7 separate regions of the Mus musculus genome follow, and all the other regions are linked to region 1. A link is a contact called in public HiCAR-type, HiChIP or PLAC-seq and promoter capture Hi-C data. All regions are on one chromosome and are shown on one strand. Each heading gives the region's core, a stretch centred on a gene start, on an enhancer-like site or on the middle of the called end of the contact. The rest is flanking DNA. Distances are from core to core; before and after follow the strand shown. Region 1 holds the start of Tsg101 (tumor susceptibility gene 101). Region 2 holds the start of Prmt3 (protein arginine N-methyltransferase 3). Region 3 holds the start of Fam71e1 (family with sequence similarity 71, member E1). Region 4 holds the start of Nr1h2 (nuclear receptor subfamily 1, group H, member 2). Region 5 holds the start of Vrk3 (vaccinia related kinase 3). Region 6 holds the start of Tbc1d17 (TBC1 domain family, member 17). Region 7 holds the start of Fuz (fuzzy planar cell polarity protein).

Region 1 (2,512 bases), core at 9-2,508:
TCCCCAATCAGATGAAGTTAATGGGCTACATCTTCTAAAAGCTTAATTGAGGCTTTGAAAAACAAATGATTTGAAGGTAAAACAGTACTATATCGACCTTTACCGGGACCTCGTACATTCCCCCAGACCCCTGTGTCATTACAGATAACTACAGGGAAAAAAAAAAAAAAAAAAAGGAAGCCTAAAAGATTAAATGGTTAGACAACCAAGAGACAAGAGGTTTGGTCTTCAAGGACTCAGGGAAATGACTTTACTAAAAAAGATCTAGTTTTACAAAGAATAAAAAAAGAAGAAAAAAAGAAAAGAAAAATTTTATGTTTTGAAATGCGGTCTCACTGTGTATCCCTGGCTGGTCTGGAACTCACAATCTGTCCTGATCTGTCGTCAACTGCCTACAGAGCGCTGGAATTAAAGGCCTGTGCCACCACGCCCAGCGTATTCGTGTTTCCTTGTAAACTAGAAACTTCTTAACCCCACGATCTCTATTATTGCTCTGATAAGAGCATCAAAGTCAACTTCAATGACTAAAGGAGTTAGGGCTCAACTACGTTACATAAATTTCATTCCAATTAAATTTGGTAAATTACAAAAAGCAAGGCATTCTGGAGTCCGATGCGCAGTATTAAGTACTAAGTAGCTAATGTGCAAAATATCCAAAAGGCCTTTTAAAAAGTGAGAGGAAAAAAAAAAAACCCACAACCAGTCAAGCAGTAAGAATTTTTAAGTTCAACTCAAAGTAAACAAGCAAACAACTGCGTTAATCACAGTTAATGCAAACAATGGAATGCAACTGCAGAGTTCTCTGGAGCGGGGAAGGGCTGCCAAGCTCGATTTTCTGGCTGCTCTACTTCAGCGAACCAATTGCACCAAGAGTTCCCGAGCTCCGGTGGGATGTGCCGGGTTGGGCCGGGGAGAGGCGCGCGGGGACTGGTTCTGAGCAGGGCCGGGCTCCGGCCGGCGGGGACCGTCAGCAGCGCCGGGCAGACAGCAGCGGCCGCGCCAGGCACGACCCCGCTTTTGTTTATGGAGGCGAAGGCGGGAAGGGCCGCTCCGCAGAGGGAAGGCGGCCTAGCCCAGCCCGCGGGGCCGCCCCGTAGGGCGCGGGCTCACCTTGGACATCATCTTCTTCAGCTGACTCTCGGACACCGCCATGGCGCGCTCCTCCGTCCCCACAGGCAGAGGGTAGGCGCCACGGGGCCGCCCCAGGCCGCCAGACAATCGCCGCCGCCGCCGCCCCGCCCCTGCGAAGCAGGAAGCCGGCACGTTGTGCTTCCGCTTCCCGCGCGTCACTTCCGGGGCCGCTGGTCTGCGGTGCGAAGTCGGGCGAGAGATCAGGTCCGGTCCACGGGTGCCCGTGGTGCGGTTGTTTGCAAGCCTTTCGCGGTCCCGAAGTCCCGGCCCTCTCGCGAGCCTTGCCACCCGCTGCGGCTCGGAAGGTCCTGGGCTCGCGTCGCTCACAGAACTAGCTCGTGGACACTCTAGACACTTTTAGGTGACTGCGCCCGAGGCACCTCTGATTATCACATCCGTTTTTGTTACTGCAGTTTAAACGCTCGAAAGCCCTTCATGTCAAGTTCGCAAGGGCAAAGGAGATTTTTTTTCCCCCGTTAGGAAGCTATGCGGTAATTTTCTCCTCTGGATACTTTCCCCTAACAATTCCAGTGTGCCCACATAAAGATTAGACAGGCCGCAGTCTGCCTTGCTTGAGGGCAGGCTTCTTTTCAGATTATAAAGAATTTACCCCTTCAAACTTCTGAGTTTGAAGCCTCTCCAGTGTTAATCCCAAAAAGGCAAGGAGCAAGATCATGGACCCAAATCATCATAGCCAAATTAATTAAAGCAAGCAATTAATTAAAACCTTTTAATTTGTGTACAGGAAGTCAGCTTTGGACATAGGCTAGAAAATTGGTCTTATAGCTCAGGGGTAGGGAGTTTCCAAATGGGTGATTTGGCAGGTACATAGGCGGGTTACAGGAACAGAACAAAATGGCCATAACACATCTTGTGAAACAAAGACGTGGTTGCAAGGGGGTCTTAACAAGGTACTCATGACAAAGTGACCATGACAGGTGGTTATAAGGACAGGTGGTCATAATAACCTTTTGAAACAAAGGCATTGGGTGCCGTATAGAAACATTTGAAGATAAGGTTACAGGTGGGGCATAGCCCAAACCCTTGAGAAACAGATTTAATCATAAACAGGAACGATGCTGATGGCTTTCAAGCCTAAAAATGGAGACAGGCTGGCCTCATCACCAGCCCAATTTTCAGATCTTAATTGCCTTGTAGAATACAAGAGGTGATACTCAATCTCAATTGAGTTTCTATTTCCAATAAATGCTTGTTAGAGGGGCTGAAGGGATAGCTCAGCAGTAAAGAGTACTTGTTGCCCTTGCAGAGGGTTAGGGTTAGGTTCTCAGTTACAGGGACTCCTGATAGCCTCCATGGGCACCAGGAATGCAGATGGTACACACACATCCAGTGCAGGCAAAACACTCATGCTGGTAAAATA
Region 2 (2,512 bases), core at 6-2,505, 2.9 Mb after region 1:
TCTCAAAAATATTTTAAAAAATTATGATGTGAGCAAAATCCTGTTGGGGGAGGGTGTTAGCACCCCCCCCCCTGTTACCTGGCTAGGTATGCCTGAGTCACTACAAAAGGGGCTGCTTGTCCCCTCTGAGTCCTCTTGCCTTCTGGCTCCTGCCCCCCTCTCTCCCCATTCCCTCCCCCCTCTCTCTCCACGTGCTCATGGCTGGCCTCTACTCCTCTAATCCGCTACTCTCTCTCTCTCTCTCTCTCTCTGCCTTTTTCTGTCTCTATTACCTTCTTAACTCCCCTCCCCATGCCCTGAATAAACTCTATTCTATACTATTACTATACCATGCCCTCAGGGGGAAGAGGTGCCTCAGCATGGGCCCGCAGAGGCACCACTCCCCCCCCCCCCCCACCTGACTACACCTCCACCAAAACATATCCCTTCTCCCTTTATCTTTTTATAAAACACAACAGAGGGGAAGAGGAACTGCCCACCAAAGAGCTTCAGTGATCAGCAGTACACTGGCTCGAGGGTGTGCATGGTGGGAAGTTGAACTGAGCTGTCTGACACTATACTATGCAGGCCTAGCTGGCCATGTCCTCAAACATGCCCCATGCAGAGTCCAGCCTCATCTGCAGCCTGGAGGCTTTACCTACCCAGAATTACTGCTTCCCACCTGCCTAAGGGAACTCCACTGTTAGATACTAGGAATATTAGAAAGGAGGCAGCCTGAGACTCGGGAACCCTGGTATCCTCCCTAACCCCACAGGCAGGGCAGAGAGCATTTGTTGGCACATATCACACAGTCCACCTGTTTCCATTGTATAGGCTCAAGTTAATGCCTAAACTTTTCACACACGTGTAAGTCTTACCATAACCATCAGGTTACTGCAGTCATGAGAGTGCTTTACCAGTCAGGAAACTGAGGCCAAGAGAAGGCAGGTTACCTGCTCATGCTTAGAATTCAAGCATTCAGAAATAGAGTTCAAACTTAGGGTGTTTGTAAAGCCCATGGTTCTCACTTTATCACTTTAACCCCTAGTAGGGGTGTGGGGCTTGAGTGCACACCCACATACATCAGCATACAGGTTAATTTAAGGGGCTTTCTTGTCTTCCCCAGAGCCTCCGAGCCTGGCCTGCATTGGCCATCTCTGCCGCCAGAGGGCGCTGCGATAAGTCGGTGCTCAACCTTGTAAGCGCCGGCGCCTCGGTTGCGCAAGCGTCCAAGCCGGAGAGCGGTGCCCCGCCCCCTACGCCCACGTGACCCGGAAGCGCTCTCCGGACGGTTCACGCTCCGCGTGTGGATCGCTTTGGGGGCTCCCGCGCACCCGCGCCGCTCGTTCCCGGCTCCGGTGCCGCGCTGTGCGGCCGCGCGCTTGGTCGGCGGCCATGTGTTCGCTAGCGGCGGGGAACGGTGGGTGCCCCCTCGCGTAGGGCGGCGGGGCGCGGGTGGGCGGGCGCGGGTCTCGGTGCTGACCGTGTGTGCTCTGCAGGCCGTGGCGCCGAGCTGGGGCCGGAGCCCCTGGAACTGTCGGACAGCGGAGACGACGCGGGCTGGGAGGACGAGGACGCGGACACTGAGCCCGCGCACGGCCGGCAGCACACACCCTGCCTGTTCTGTGACAGGTTCGTGCCGGTGTGGAAGGCGCGCCGCAGCGCCAGCGAGCACGTGGCGGGCCCGAGGCTCCGGCCCGCGCGGGACGGTTGATTGACAAGGGGCTGCTCACGTGGTCCGGGGGGGGCGGAGCCGGGGACCGCGCTCTGGGTTTGCCTCTGCAGCCCAGTCAACCCCACCCCTCACTCTAATTCCCCCCCCCCACCCCCCATACTAAGTCAGGCCTGGCATACCATCACTCTGGAGGCTGAGGCAGGAGAATGGTCAGGAATCCCAGGCCAGCCTTGAGTCACCAAGCTAGACCCTCTCGAAAACACACCCAGAAAAAATCTGAACTTCACACCTTAGTCCTAAATTAGGGATTCCATGAAGGCTGGGTGTTTTTCATTCTGTTCCTTGGATACCAGACTTTGAAAGCGCATAGACTGGAAGCGCGCTTCCATTTCTACCATCCTATAATAGGACGTTCTCTTCTCATGTAACATTCAACTGAGCCATTTAGACAGAACTAGCTCACTTCCATGATTGAGGGAGGAACTGATGCTCTTTGTACTTAGGGGAAAATGAGGCTGCAGAGCCACCAACTTGTTCAAGGTCACGAAGCTGCTGTTTATATTCCTAGGACACACCTTCTTTTCACTTAAAATCCTGCATCTTAGATGGAAGTGACTTGGCTGAAAAAGGGGTGATTGATGTTGACTAGCGCTGCTGGGTCCCGCCCCCTGTGTCGGTTCCTGGTGCTGACTGGTGGCATATTAGTGGTCCTAGGTGGCGCCTCATTGGAGAGGAGAATGACTGCACACTCGTATTTATTGTATTTATTGAGCATCTGTGGTGCAGTGCCCTGTGATAGGCTGCGAGGATGATCCAGATGACCTGTCTTGGCAGACATTGAGAGTTGCCTGTGTGCTA
Region 3 (2,512 bases), core at 8-2,507, 2.4 Mb before region 1:
CCCACGGTTCTGAAGCAGAGTCCCACTAAATCACTCCCTGATCCAGACCGGAGATGATCCTCCTGCCTACGTCTGCTGAGCGCTTGGGGTTACACATGAGCACCACCACCATCAGCTTAATTTCTTTGTAATTTTTCTTTTTTTAATTTTGTGTATGGATATCTGCTGCATGTACCTATGTGCCCTGTGTGCATGCCTGGTACCTGGTGTGCCAGAAGAGAATGTGCAATCCCCAAAAACTGAAGTTAGCAGACAGTCGTGAGCCTCTAGGTAGGTGCCAGAAAGCAAACCCAGGTACTCCAGAAAAGCAGTCAGTTCTCTTGGCCCTCATTTCTCCAGCACCCTATTTTTGGGGTTTTTTTGAAACAGGACCTTAGGTAGCCCAAGGTGACCTTGCACCCCACACCCAGGCCTAAGCCTTAGATGTCTTAATTTCAAGCTTCTCCTAGCCAGGCATCCTACAGCACTCTGGCTCCTGAAGGACCTGACTTCTTCGTGCATATTCAGAAACATGATTCCAACCCTAGCACTAGAGCACTGCTTCCTTGCCATATCTTTATTAATTACTTATTGAGTCAGGGTCTCACTGTGTAGCCCTGGTTGGCCTAGAACTCCCTTTGTCCTAGGCTGGCCTCGAACTCAGAAATTCACCTGTCTCTGCCTCCCGAATAGGGGTATTGAAAGCGTGCACCATCACACCCCCATTTTTGTATTTTTGAGACAATCTCAAGCAATCCAAGCTAGCCTCAAACTCCTTGATCCTCCAGCCTCAGCCTCCCAAGCACGGAGATGAGAGGCTAGCTACCACTACTCCACGCAGCTCAGGTTCCGAGCAAACCACATCCTCTCATGAATATTCATGATGGGGTCCATCTAGCGCCCACAGGAGGCCGCCCCGCCCCGGCCACTAGCACTCACCCCACGCGCGGAGGCCCCGACCCGGCAGCCGCTGCCTCGGGCTCTGCTAGGAGCCGCGGCTACCATCAGCAAGAGCACTAGCAGCCGGGTCACCCCGGCACCCGCGGCCACCATACGGGAGCGTTGAGAAAAACCGAGAGCCATACAGCCCGCTAGGAAACACAGGGTTCATCCTGAGGCTCACGCGCCTGCGCCGCACGCCGCGCCTGCGCACTAGCGCCCGTCCGCCTGCTCCCGCAGTCAGGGCGGCCATTTCTCCATCCGGGTCTCTAGGGCTCACGTTCCCGGTGACACCACCTGGGAGAGAAGTGACGTCGTTGACGTCACGGAACGCCGGGCACCCTATTGTAAAGTCACAAGCTCTAGGCCCCACCCTTTATCTGTCTGTCCCAGGCTTCACTCGGCGTTCCTCCCCAGGGCCGGGGCGTGGCGATGAAGGGCGGTCGAGATCTTAAGGCCGCTCGGGGCGGAGCAGGTGAGACCAGTTCTGAGGGGATGGAAGGTGACAAAAGGACTTCTGCCTGGAGGGGTTGGCCCTAGAGAGGGAGCCGGGGAAGGTATGGGACCAGCAATGCGGAGGCCGCTGCCCCGCATGCGCCCTCGGTCAGAGTTCATGTACCTGGCATCCTGGGATGGATGCTCGCGCTTCGCCCCTGCAGACCGCCCCCTGGCTCCAGCCTACGCCCCGTGCCGCCCTGGGCGCCTCCAACGCCACCTCCTGAGCGGCGAGTTCGACCAGCTGCGCGACTTTCCCATCTTTGAAAGCAACTTCGTGCAGGTGTGGAGCCCCGGACCTCCGACCCGTTGATGTACGGATCTCCCCCATCATTTGTCGTTCTTTCCAAGTGATCCACATCACCTCTGAGCCCGCTGGGCTTTTTGTGTCTTCAGAAGCCTTTGTCTCAGTTTCCTTGACTGTACACATATGGTTCTTGTCCTTTAATCCTAAAATCTTTGGCCCACAAGCCTTTTTTTTTTTTTTTTTTTCCTTTTTAGAGGTAATATGGCTGGTACTCTGGGCTTCACTCGTTATTCAGCAGGAGCTCTACCCCTTAGTCACACCCTAGCCCTGCACCGGGGGATTCTAGGCATGTGTGCTTATATTCTGAGCCACATTCCCAATCCCTAACCTACTGTTCATCTCCCCTAGTTCATGACCTTTCACTCTGTCAAGATCCCCAAGACCCAATCAGATTCCTGTTGAGTTCTGTTCTCCATCTATCGATCCTCTTAACCTTTGGCCCCAGGTGACCCGGTTTGGAGAAGTCGCCAACAAGGTCACCATGGGGGTGGCAGCCTCTAGTCCTGCCCTGGAGCTGCCAGACCTGCTGCTGCTGGCCGGCCCTGACAAGGAGAATGGACACCTGCAGCTCCTCGGGTGACTGCCCCTCTAAGTCCCAACTTCCTCCAACCTCCCTGCCGCCATTTTGCCACCCAGGGACCAAGATCACCACCAAACCTCTTCACTAAGAAAAATGGCAGGGCACTTCACAGAGGTCAGAAGTCAGGCGAGATGAGGGAGGACAGCCCTCAGTGGCATCACAGGGTCAGGATGGTGGCTGTTTACACAGTGCTTTCTGCTTTCCAGGTACTC
Region 4 (2,512 bases), core at 6-2,505, 2.4 Mb before region 1:
GTCCAGAGAACTTGTGGGGGAAGACATAGTGGGTCACGAAGCAGCCTGCTGAACATAGGGGAGCCAGCCAATTACAGGGCATAATAGGGGTGTCTCTTCTTCCAGTGCTCACGGACTCTTGAGACATGATCTCATACAGCTCAGGCTACCCGAACTATGTGGCTGAACAGCTTGAACCACCTCCAAAATCTTGGAACACACTACTCTAGGCTGTCCTGGGATCTTCCGCACTCCTGCCTCGGCCTCTCAAGTGCTGCCATTACAAGACTGTGCCACACCTCAGTGTTTTTAACTTCTATATTGAGCCCCCACTCCCAGCCCTAGTTCCTAATAAACATCACACACTTTAACATGCCCAACCCGGCCCACTGCTCCTTCCACCTCTCTACGAATCATGACCTCAGAGAGCCCAACAACTCTATTCCTCTTCTGTGAGCACCAACTGTGCTCTTATCATGGGAGATCCTAACTTTGCCCCGCCTCTCCCATCAGGGCGCAACCATTACCCTTCTACCATAGGCTCCTTCAAGGCTTTAACGCACCCCAATACAGACCCCAGACCCTACCCATCCCATCAAGTCCCTGGCCCCACCCCTTCCCACTCTGGAGCAGAAACCCAAATTCCGCCCCGTTCCTCCTAGGCTCCGCCCCTCTCATTCCCCCAAAGCCAATTATAGGTCTTCACTGTGCCACGCCCTCCATGCCTCTGCCCCTCCCAATCCCCCCCAACAGTGGTCTAGGCCCCGCCCCAAGAATCAAAAGCCTTTAATCACAGACTATCTACAGCAGGCCTTCTGCCCATCTGTGTCCCGCCCCCGCCCACCAACCATAGGCTTTCCCTACGCCCCGCCCCGTAGAGTCACGCCCACCTTGTTCCAGGCCCCGCCCCTCTCCGTGCACCAGGGGGAGGCGGGGCTCATGACTGCACCGGCGATCGGGAGGGGGGTCGCAGGGGGTCTCCGACTCTGTTGCCCTGGAAACGGCCGTGGGAGGCGAGAGCTGCGAGGAAAGTGAGGGAAGGATGCGCGCGCTAAGCGGGACCCACGGCGATCCGCGTACCGGGCTCAGTCCCACCTGCCCGGCCGCCCGGCGCACTTGCCTCTGTGTCCGCACCGGTGATTGTGCCTCCACAGCACTTTGGAAGTAACTTCAGAAGCCTGGGAGTAGCTCGAAGCAACAGCGCTTGCTGAGCGAAAAGCAAAAGTAACTTCGCCACTTCTTCCGGCAACCCCGCTGCGCGTCACTTCCGGAAGTAGGCGGACCGGGAAAGGTGACAGACTTCCGGTCTGCCAGGGCGCCACCGACTGTGAGGCCTCGGCCGGAAGTGGCACACCGGAAGTTTATTTCTTCTGGTAGTTCCCCTCTGGGACTCAGAAAAAAGTTCCGGAAAGTTCTTTCGTTTCTTTTCGCAGGTGGCTAACGAAGCAGGTTTTAACCTTTTTGAGTAGTTTAAAGTTCTCTACTTTTGTAGCGGTGCTGCATGGCTGCTTTTTAAAAAAATTTTTGTCTTGATTTTGAGACAGGATCTCTTATTTCAAGGGTGGCCTTAAACTTCTGAGCCTGTTGCCTTTACCTCCCCATTATTGCGGTAGCAGCTCCTCTTCCAGCCCTGTATGTTGGTTCTAAATATTTTAAATTTGGAGATGGCAAGATGGTTACAGGATGGTTTTAAGCCTAAAAAGCTTAAAGGCTTTTCATACCTTAAACTTCTCCAGCTCAGGGCTTGGGCTGCCCTTCCCTTTATAATCCAGCCGATTTGGTTACTGGGTCCTTTACTCTCCTGGCTCGCCTCTCTCTCCTTCTCCTTCTCCTCCTCCTCACATGTCCTGATTCTGGATCTTGTTCACTTTGGACTCTCTTGATGTCCCCGCCTCGGGAACTTTTTTTTTTTTTTTTAAGATTTATTTATTTATGTATATGTGAGTACACTGTAGCTGTCTTTAGACACACCAGAAGAGGGCATCAGATCTCATTACGGATGGTTGTGAGCCACAATGTGGTTGCTGGGATTTGAACTCAGGACCTTCAGAAAAGCAATTGGTGCTCTTAACTGCTGAGCCATCTCTCCAGCCCAGGAACTTTTTTATACAAGAATTTATTTTTGCATTCAGCTTCATAATAGGAAGAAGTAAATATAAAAAAGGCAAATTGGGTGCAGACCCATGCCTGCAATAAGCAAACAGACCCAGGCAAGGCAAGAGGATTGCTTTTAGTTGGAAGCCAAATTGAGCTAGGAAGTGAGACCTGGCCATCAGCTAAATGTGAATAAACAAGTAGCCTCAACCCCTCTCCCATAAAAGTAATAATACCAGCTTTTTCACAAAAGATTGAAATACTTGTGTGAATCTCAGATGGAAAACATTCAGAGATTGTTTCTCCGCACTCCCCACTTATGGACAGTTGGGAATCTTTATTAAGCACAAATTCTTGCTTTTACTTAACTTTTGTTGCTGTTGTTCTTGGTTTTGTTTTGTTTTGTTTTTTGTTGTTGTTGTTTTGGTTTTGTTTTGTT
Region 5 (2,512 bases), core at 7-2,506, 2.2 Mb before region 1:
CGGCCTCTACTCCCTCTCCCTACCTTTCTCTGTCTCTACTACCTCTCAACTCCCCTCCCCATGCCCTAAATAAACTCTATTCTACACTATACCCACTGTGGTTGGTACCTCAAGGGGAAGGGATGCCTCAGCATGGGCCCGCAGAGGCACCCCCTTCCCCAGCACCATACCTCGCCCTACCAAACATATCCCTGGCTTCCCTGGCTTTTTAAATAGAACATAACAGTATATATTTGAGATGCTCAAATAATAGATACAAATAATCTTTCCTTTTAAATTTGTTTATGACTGCTTCAAAGTGCTATGTGTGTACACCTAAGTGCCTTTAGAAGCCCAAGAGGGGGTTTGATACCCCGAAACTGAAGCAATAGATGTCTCTGGGCCATTATTGTAGGTATTGGTCGCGAGAGGAAACCCCCGCTTAAGAGCCGGGCCTACGCCCGGCTGTGAGCACTCAAGGGTTCAGCATTCTGTCAGGGCCTCCCACCCCGGCCACAGAGGACTAAGGCCATGGGCGCCTGGGCTTAGTCTCCGTACCTCGGCATGGCTCCGTGTCTCCGTACCTCAGCATGGCTGGCAACCCAAAGAACATATGCTTTCCAGGATCCCAAGAAAACCCAACTCCTCATGAGGAGGGCTCCCTCAGAGTACAGGGGGAAATTCCTCCGAGGAAGTTCCGGTTCCAGAAACTTCTCCTCAAATTTATCCCACCCAGGTAACTCCGCGCCAAATTCCAGGACCCACCACCTGTGGTCTCCACCCACTGAGCCCTCTAGGAAGTAGAGAGGAAACAGATTCATGGCTAAGTGACACCAAGGTTGGATGGCCCACTACCCTGTTATAGGACTACTTTCACCTTCTACACCCCGAAAATTCCATTTGGAGGTGACAGCGGGTTGCCATAGATACAGTTTGAAGGCAAAACTGAGATTACAGAGAGAGCACAGAAGCAAGGAGAGTTTAAAAATGACAACAGGACCTTTGATTGGTGGCTGTCACGTATTTCATCAAGATTGACGTCAGACATGCGCAGTAGAAGGAAAAGCCCGCCCCAGAGAAGGCCGAATAACGGTGAGCAATTAGGGGGATGGACTAATCAGGCGTGTCGCTCAGGCTTCTGGGAAATGGAGTTTCCAGCAGGGCACAGCTTGTCCGGATGCCCTGTATTAGAGGAAATAGGCCGCGTCTGCTCGCTGCTGTCGCACGGCCGGTGGGGGATGCGCGCGCAGCCCCTCCTTCACCCTCCCTCCCCGGAAGTTTCTGCGGGGCAACTGTAAAGGTGAGTCCAAGTTTCTGCTCCGGATCGGAGTGAGAGTCCGGGCCGTGAGAAACCCCGGCGCCCACGGCTTTTTCACAAGTACAGTGATGAGGAGCCGCTCGCCCGGCAGCCTGTGACGTCACTGCCTGAGGAAGGCGGAGGCCGACCAAGGCTGGGGTTCGGGGGCGGGAGTGGGGGGAGCACCCACTTCCTCTGTTTTGCTGGGAAGGTGTTGGGCGGAGCCTGTGAGGAATGTCAGACACTCCGCCTCCGCCTCCACGGGTACCTCGTCACTGGTTTCTTTGGGATTGTGGGGCCCGGTCCAGTCTCTGCTACTTAGGGAAGTGTTAGTCCCACACCTGTGGAATTTAGCCTTTGGTACTCTGCTGTGCTGCGTTCCTGCAACAGGAGCATAGATGGTAGCAAGCTGATGGTCATACGTAGGATAAATGAACTAAACAAATGGGTGCATAATAAAAGCCGACTTGAGTATCAGTAGTCGGAACTGAATGTGCAGCCTTAGACAGGAGACCTCAACACTCAAGATCCGAGCACTTACTGTATGCAAGGATCTGTGCAACAGACACTTATTGTATTATATACCCGAACTGCCACCTCCCCTAGGAGTAGCTCTAAACTCAGCAATGTTCTAGCACTTGGGAGGCTGAGTCAGGAGGATTTTTGAGAATAGTGAATTCCAGGACAGCCCAGGATGGACTACATAGTAATGGGCACCTCAGTTTAATTAAAGCTGGATGTACGCTTGGGTAAGTTTCAAATGCTGGGGGATCAAAAGTTCAAGGTCGGCCTAAGCTACATGAAACACTGTCTTTAAAAAAAGAATCCAGCCCTGCCTAAGGACTGGAGAGTTGGTTCAATATTTGAGTGCTTACTGTCTTCCGGAGGACTCAAGTTGGTTCCCAGTTCATGACTGCCTGTAACCCTAGTTCTAGGGAATTAGGGATTGGCCTTCACACGGGTTCATATGCACATAACTGTAGTGAAAATTCTGGAATTTTCATTTCTTTAAAAAAAACACAGAAATATAAGAATATGTTTTTGTTTCAATCCCAGGAGTGGGGCTATGGGGCTGCTTCTCCGCAGCTGACTAAGCTTTGCCTCCTGCTCCAGCAGCTCATGATTTTGCCAGCTGCACATAGTTTCTACAACTGTGTGACGTTTGGAATTCTGGGAACTTCTCAGAGAGTCTGTAAATACTAGGGCCTCAACTGGGTACCGTGAGAGTTGTTTGGT
Region 6 (2,512 bases), core at 5-2,504, 2.1 Mb before region 1:
ATGCACTCACAGGTAGTGCACACACATGCTCACACATTCACACCCCCTCCACACCCCACACAATCTAAATCTTTGCGCTTAGTGAGAGGGTTCTGGACTTGCTGCCAAAACCGGCAACCTGGGTTCAACCCTGGAGCCCACTCGGTGGAAGGAGAGAACCTGCTACCACAGGTTATCCTCTGACCTCCACACACCCACACCGTGGCATGTGAATGCACACACACAATAAATAAATGTAATAAATAAACGTAAAGCAAACAGAGAGGAAAGAAAGCTGCCTCAGACCAAAACTAGGCCACACCCCTTGAGAAGTCTGAACCCAGCAGGGTCCCCTAAGGAGCCAAAAGGATATGGCATTAGGTCATTTCAGAAAGCAAACAGGCTCACAGGTTCCCGAGTACTCCCTGCCTTCCACTAGAGTGGGGAAGAGGAGCGAGTCGCCTACCTTCTTGAAGAGAATCTGGGTTGGGTCTCCAGCCTCCTCCACCGGAGCCCAGTGCAGAAAGACGTCGCTGTCCTGAGGGACATGGGGAGGACTTAGTAGAGTCACCCGAATGCCCCTCATCCCTCAATTCGAAGTTCCCACACATGTCACCTCCATCCCGGCCCACCTTTTCCACCACTCGTATGACGCCGGCGATGAGCGAGTCTGGATCCTGGTGTTTCCGGGCGCTGGTGTGCAGGTACACGCCTCCCTTTTCAAACACCACCTAGTGAAAGCCAAGGGTCTAAGGGAGGCGTTTTCCCCAGGGGCGGGGTCTAGAGCCCCTGACTGACAAGCGGAGATGGGGCGTGGCGAGTCTACAGTCCCGCCTCGCACCCCAGATGGGCGTGCGTTTTCCAGGGGGCGGGGCTAAGGGAGGCTCTCCCTAAGGACTGCGGAGAGTGACAACAGCATCGTAACTAGAAGCTGGTGCTTGCTAAGTTGACTCGGCCTAATCCCTGCACAGCAGAAGGTGGAAGCGGACCATCAGTGGGGGGCGTCTCCTGTAGATGAGCGAGGGAATGATTTCCAAAGTCTTACCCTGTAGCTGGATCCTTCCATTGCCGCCGCGGAGGTTCCACTGCCCCTATCTCCTCCTTTTCCGGGTCAACTTGGTGTCATATCCGGAAAAATAACGCTCCCTTCCAGGCTAGATAGTGGTAGCGTCCCCGAGGTTGTTAAGGCTGCAGTGGGTGAGACCATCTGTTTGAACAGGGTAGTAGAAACTCGAAGACATAGGTCACGAGGTGTAGAACGCAAAGTTGGCAAGGGTCAGCGGGACGGCGCAGGCGCACTGCGCCACTCTCGCCACGAAGTAAACAAGTAGGAGGACCCATGCTCGCAGCCCAACTCGTGATCGCTCGGGAACGCCTCCTTGGCCCTCTCCATATTTTATACTGGCATCGAAGCCAATACTGTGCCGTTTTTCTCGAGGACAAACCAGAGCGGCTTGGTGGAAGCCATGTTAATGCGGGGCACTACCATCTCTTTGCGGGGCACGACGGCGGGGTGCTGGAAAAGCGAAACGGAGAGAGGAAAAGGTGAGAGAAGCGGTATGGCACCAGAGGCGCTGAGGGGCTCGGGATAAAGGGTGAAGCCGTCAGTGCTCCTGGAAACGAAGCTGCCCCAAATTTCTGAGTCACCGTGGAAAGAGGACTGCACCACCATCTTGAAACTGGGCAAACCGAAGCAAGAAACGCTGCCATATTGAATCTTTGCCAGCTTTGTGTTAAAGGGAACGAGCGAGGGCCTAGAGGAGGGGGTCTAGTGTGGACGGAAGGAAGTGTCCATATGCTTTATAGGCATATGAAGCCATACTAACTGCCACGTCGGGACGGGAGCAGACGTTGAATACGAACGAGGGACGTCATGCCGCTTGCGTGTGAGCATGGGCATGCAGTCATGCCGCTTGCCTACGCTTGTGTGAGCATGGGCATGCGGTCATAGTTGTTGCGGGCAATTCGAAACAGTAGCAAAAGTCTTTTGCCGTATTTTCCATCCGTGGGCACCCTTGCTGTCGCTCTTGCCCACGGCTTGCCGACGGAGCTTCTAGTTGCTATTTTGATTTGAGGCATGCAGGATAAGGGAGGGGGAGTGTACACAATGGAGGAGGGGCAGCCACACGGAAATGACGCAAGAAGCCGCCATGCCTTTTGAGGGCGGCGACGGCGCCTGGCCGGCCATGCTGGCTACGGGCACGTGAGTGGAGGCGGCGTTGTGAGCTGGGGTTTGGGGAGGGTCTGGCCTTCCTGAGGTTGAGGGGCAGTGGGAGGGCGAGCCCCCGTGGGAAGGGTATGGACTGCATAGGTCAGGGGGGCAGTGATCGTCCTGCGACTCCTGGCCGACTGCTGAAAGAGCTCACGCTCAACCCCATGTGTCTGACTCGCGACGAAGTGTAGACGAGCTTCACTGCGGGGGTGCCGACGGGCTGGAACCCTCACGCTGGCGGTGAACCATGTCCATACGGCTGTGTGTGCTGGGGGTCGCGGGTGGGTGAGGGGGCGCCCCGGGCGGGACTTCCGGTCCCGA
Region 7 (2,512 bases), core at 7-2,506, 2.0 Mb before region 1:
CCAGCAACCACATGATGGCTCACAACCATCTGTACAGCTACAGTGTACTCGTATATATAAAATAAATAAATAAATCTAGAAAAAAAAAAGAAAGGAAGAAAGAAAGAAAAAAGAAAGGAAGAAAGAAAGGAGACTGAGATGTTGAAAAAGGAATCGGAATTTCAAGGACACATGGCAAGTCCCAGGTCTGCATGGGCTACATGAGACCACACCTCAAAAATACACTAAACAACAACAAGCAAAAGAGAAAGAAAGGAAAGCAAAGAAAAAGAGAGTGGCTGGCATTCGCCATTCCAGGCCAAACAGCTACCCTGAGTTCCAGGCCAACCAGGCCTAAAGGCTGCAACTCACCCAGAAAGTAGAAAATAAAGACACGAAGCTGTAGCCATACTATTTTAATAGCCATACTATTTTAAACTAGAAAATAAATTTTGATTCTTACAGTGCGTGTGCCATGGCATGTGTACAGAGGCCAGCTTTGTGGAGTGAGCTCTCTATTCTACCATGAAGATTCCAGGGGTTACAAGCTTCTCAGGTCTTCATGGCAAGCCCTGGGATGTGCTGAGCCATCTCCCTGGCTCCTAGCCATCCTTTGGAAGAAAGCTTTGGAAGTGATAGTACAGTGATCATATCTGTGAAAATCTGTCTTGCTACCTCGGTGCTAACTTCTATTGTTGCATGGAACAAAGTTTTCCGTGTTTTACCTTTCGACACGATACACCATCATTGGCATTAATTCGTTACAGAAATTACGTGGTTTTCATGATTTTGGAAAAGGTTCTCTTCTGCCTTTCACTAATAACAAAAACAACCATCTCATTTGGTGGTTACTAGGCAACACTGCCTGGATCAAACCATTCTGAAAAAATGAGAGGGAGACGGTGGCACAGCGGTTCGGAGTTTTGAAACAGAAATTATTGTGAATGGTAGTTGCTAGGCAACGCCTGAGCATACGGCCATCTTTGACTGGGGCAGGGTATTTCCCACTATGGAATGAAAGGCCACGCTGCAGTTGCCAGGCAGTGCCTTAGCACTGTCCCCATCCTCAACCAGTTGTTTAAAAAAAAAAAATTAGCACGTAATTACAGCACACATGAAGGTTTGTAGGCAACACCTTAGCACCATCACCATCTTCAAACTAGATTCTTCATTCTCGTTATACAAAAGATGTGAAGCTGTCCAGGAACAACTTGAACGCTTGGCAAGCAATACTTGTCGCCATCTTTGTTAGGGTCATGATGACTTCCGGCCGGGGCGGAAAAAGAATCCTGTTGGAGGGGCTGAGTTGATGAAGGCAGGAATTTAGCCATCCGGCTTCTCGCCCTCTGGCGGCTCCAAACGGCAGGCCGACTTGCTTTCACTACCCGCATGCTCCTAGATCCACACCGAGAGTCTCCAGGGGGGTGACTTGTCGGGTGCGGGCTTCCAGATGGGGGATGAGGGGCCGGGAAGCCCGGTGCATCTGCTGTGCCTCGCAGCCTCTAGCGGGGTTCCCCTGTTTTGTCGGAGTAGCAGCGGCGGCGCCCCCTCCCGTCAACAGGTGGGGGCATTCGACTCCTTCGTCTAAATAAGGGGTTTGGGAAGCTGGGATGGCATACCGTGCAGGGAGTAGAGGCTCGGAGCCTTTAGGGGACTAATAAGCCTGGTTTCCTGAAGAACTTTGGGGGGATGTGGGGAGACGGCAAAGTGGGACAGTGAGGTCTCAATGCTTCCCCACTCTTCAGCTTCCTTTCTCTGTCATCGGCTCTCTCAATGGAGTCCACATGTTCGGCCAGAATCTGGATGTGCAACTGAACTCTGCAAGAACGGAAGACACAACCGTAGTGTGGAAGAACTTCCATGACAGGTCCCTTGGCGGGAGCAAGGGAACAAGATCTGGGCAGTGGTTCCTGGCTTAGGTGACCCCAGAGTCCTGCCAGTGGTGACTTGGCTGTGGGAATCTTTGATAAGCTACTCACCCTCTCTGATCCCTGCGTTCCCAGCAGAATGTAGCCAGCAGCATAGGAATAGCCCAGAGACGCTGAAGCGCTTGGCTCCGTTTCCCAGGCCTGACCTCTACTTCATTCTTGCTTCTCTTCTTTCCTCCCCACAGTATCACTCTCATTGTTCTGTCATCTGAGGAGGGCACCTCTGAGCTGAGGCTGGAAAGAATGCTCCACATGGTGTTTGGGGCCATGGTGAGACTGGGCCCTTTTTTCTCCAAAACTCAAGAGAGCTGCACCCCCAGCCTCTTCTCCTTAGTCCAGACCTGCATTTTTTTCTCACACCCAGACATCCAGACCTCAGCCCTCTTCCCTCATACCTAGGAGTCCAGGAGCCCGACCTCCACCTTCATACACAGGGATCCAGACCTGGCCTTCCTCTCAACACCCATTCAAATACTGTCCTCTCTGACTAGATCCTATTAAGGACCCCGCTGTCCTATGTGATTCTTCTAGGTTCTCATTGTGGGACTTGAGGAGCTGACCAATATCCGGAATGTAGAAAGACTGAAGAAAGAATTGAGGGTGAG

What was found. Promoter capture Hi-C pulls out the DNA fragments that hold promoters and counts their contacts. HiCAR-type assays count read pairs that join an accessible place to other places. HiChIP or PLAC-seq counts read pairs in DNA pulled down with a chosen protein or histone mark. Capture Hi-C pulls out chosen DNA fragments and counts their contacts.
Region 2: an H3K27ac HiChIP or PLAC-seq map of embryonic stem cells shows a contact between it and region 1, with 15 times the contacts expected there. The contact joins the promoter of Prmt3 here to the promoter of Tsg101 in region 1. A contact is called at or near these places in 1 of 39 promoter capture datasets (pre-B cells), 1 of 484 Hi-C or Micro-C datasets (B cells) and 1 of 115 datasets of contacts at active chromatin or transcription factors (embryonic stem cells).
Region 3: a contact with region 1 is called in a promoter capture Hi-C map of pre-B cells, with 2.6 times the contacts expected there. The contact joins the promoter of Fam71e1 here to the promoter of Tsg101 in region 1. A contact is called at or near these places in 2 of 39 promoter capture datasets (cranial neural crest and pre-B cells).
Region 4: a promoter capture Hi-C map of adipose tissue shows a contact between it and region 1, with 2.2 times the contacts expected there. The contact joins the promoter of Nr1h2 here to the promoter of Tsg101 in region 1. A contact is called at or near these places in 3 of 39 promoter capture datasets (cranial neural crest, hippocampal neurons and maxillary cranial neural crest) and 1 of 9 other capture datasets (adipose tissue).
Region 5: a contact with region 1 is called in a promoter capture Hi-C map of liver, with 2.6 times the contacts expected there. The contact joins the promoter of Vrk3 here to the promoter of Tsg101 in region 1. A contact is called at or near these places in 2 of 39 promoter capture datasets (liver and maxillary cranial neural crest).
Region 6: a contact with region 1 is called in a HiCAR-type map of astrocytes, with 2.8 times the contacts expected there. The contact joins the promoter of Tbc1d17 here to the promoter of Tsg101 in region 1. A contact is called at or near these places in 1 of 39 promoter capture datasets (frontonasal cranial neural crest) and 1 of 115 datasets of contacts at active chromatin or transcription factors (astrocytes).
Region 7: a promoter capture Hi-C map of second pharyngeal arch cranial neural crest shows a contact between it and region 1. The contact joins the promoter of Fuz here to the promoter of Tsg101 in region 1. A contact is called at or near these places in 1 of 39 promoter capture datasets (second pharyngeal arch cranial neural crest) and 1 of 115 datasets of contacts at active chromatin or transcription factors (astrocytes).

What each region holds. Positions count from the first base shown.
Region 1 is chr7:46,918,711-46,921,222 of GRCm38.p6, forward strand. Tsg101 (tumor susceptibility gene 101) reads right to left here and starts at 1,259. Exons shown (of 10, transcript NM_021884.4): 1 at 1,111-1,259. The coding sequence starts at 1,152.
Region 2 is chr7:49,777,103-49,779,614 of GRCm38.p6, forward strand. It overlaps Prmt3 (protein arginine N-methyltransferase 3), which reads left to right and starts at 1,256. Exons shown (of 16, transcript NM_133740.2): 1 at 1,256-1,399; 2 at 1,479-1,611. The coding sequence starts at 1,375.
Region 3 is chr7:44,495,338-44,497,849 of GRCm38.p6, forward strand. Fam71e1 (family with sequence similarity 71, member E1) reads left to right here and starts at 1,258. Exons shown (of 5, transcript NM_028169.2): 1 at 1,258-1,393; 2 at 1,578-1,696; 3 at 2,166-2,296. The coding sequence starts at 1,351. It overlaps Emc10 (ER membrane protein complex subunit 10), which reads right to left and starts at 1,081. Exons shown (of 7, transcript NM_197991.3): 1 at 919-1,081. The coding sequence starts at 1,032.
Region 4 is chr7:44,552,710-44,555,221 of GRCm38.p6, forward strand. Nr1h2 (nuclear receptor subfamily 1, group H, member 2) reads right to left here and starts at 1,256. Exons shown (of 10, transcript NM_001285517.1): 1 at 1,100-1,256; 2 at 870-999; 3 at 1-45. The coding sequence starts at 27.
Region 5 is chr7:44,747,373-44,749,884 of GRCm38.p6, forward strand. Vrk3 (vaccinia related kinase 3) reads left to right here and starts at 1,257. Exons shown (of 15, transcript NM_133945.1): 1 at 1,257-1,279. Zfp473 (zinc finger protein 473) reads right to left here and starts at 977. Exons shown (of 5, transcript NM_001289836.1): 1 at 538-977.
Region 6 is chr7:44,847,825-44,850,336 of GRCm38.p6, forward strand. It overlaps Tbc1d17 (TBC1 domain family, member 17), which reads right to left and starts at 1,255. Exons shown (of 17, transcript NM_001042655.1): 1 at 1,025-1,255; 2 at 612-710; 3 at 446-517. The coding sequence starts at 1,045. It overlaps Akt1s1 (AKT1 substrate 1 (proline-rich)), which reads left to right and starts at 1,400. Exons shown (of 5, transcript NM_026270.4): 1 at 1,400-1,524. It overlaps Mir707 (microRNA 707), which reads left to right and starts at 1,875; the gene lies at 1,875-1,947.
Region 7 is chr7:44,894,823-44,897,334 of GRCm38.p6, forward strand. Fuz (fuzzy planar cell polarity protein) reads left to right here and starts at 1,257. Exons shown (of 11, transcript NM_027376.3): 1 at 1,257-1,540; 2 at 1,725-1,846; 3 at 2,093-2,177; 4 at 2,439-2,507. The coding sequence starts at 1,430.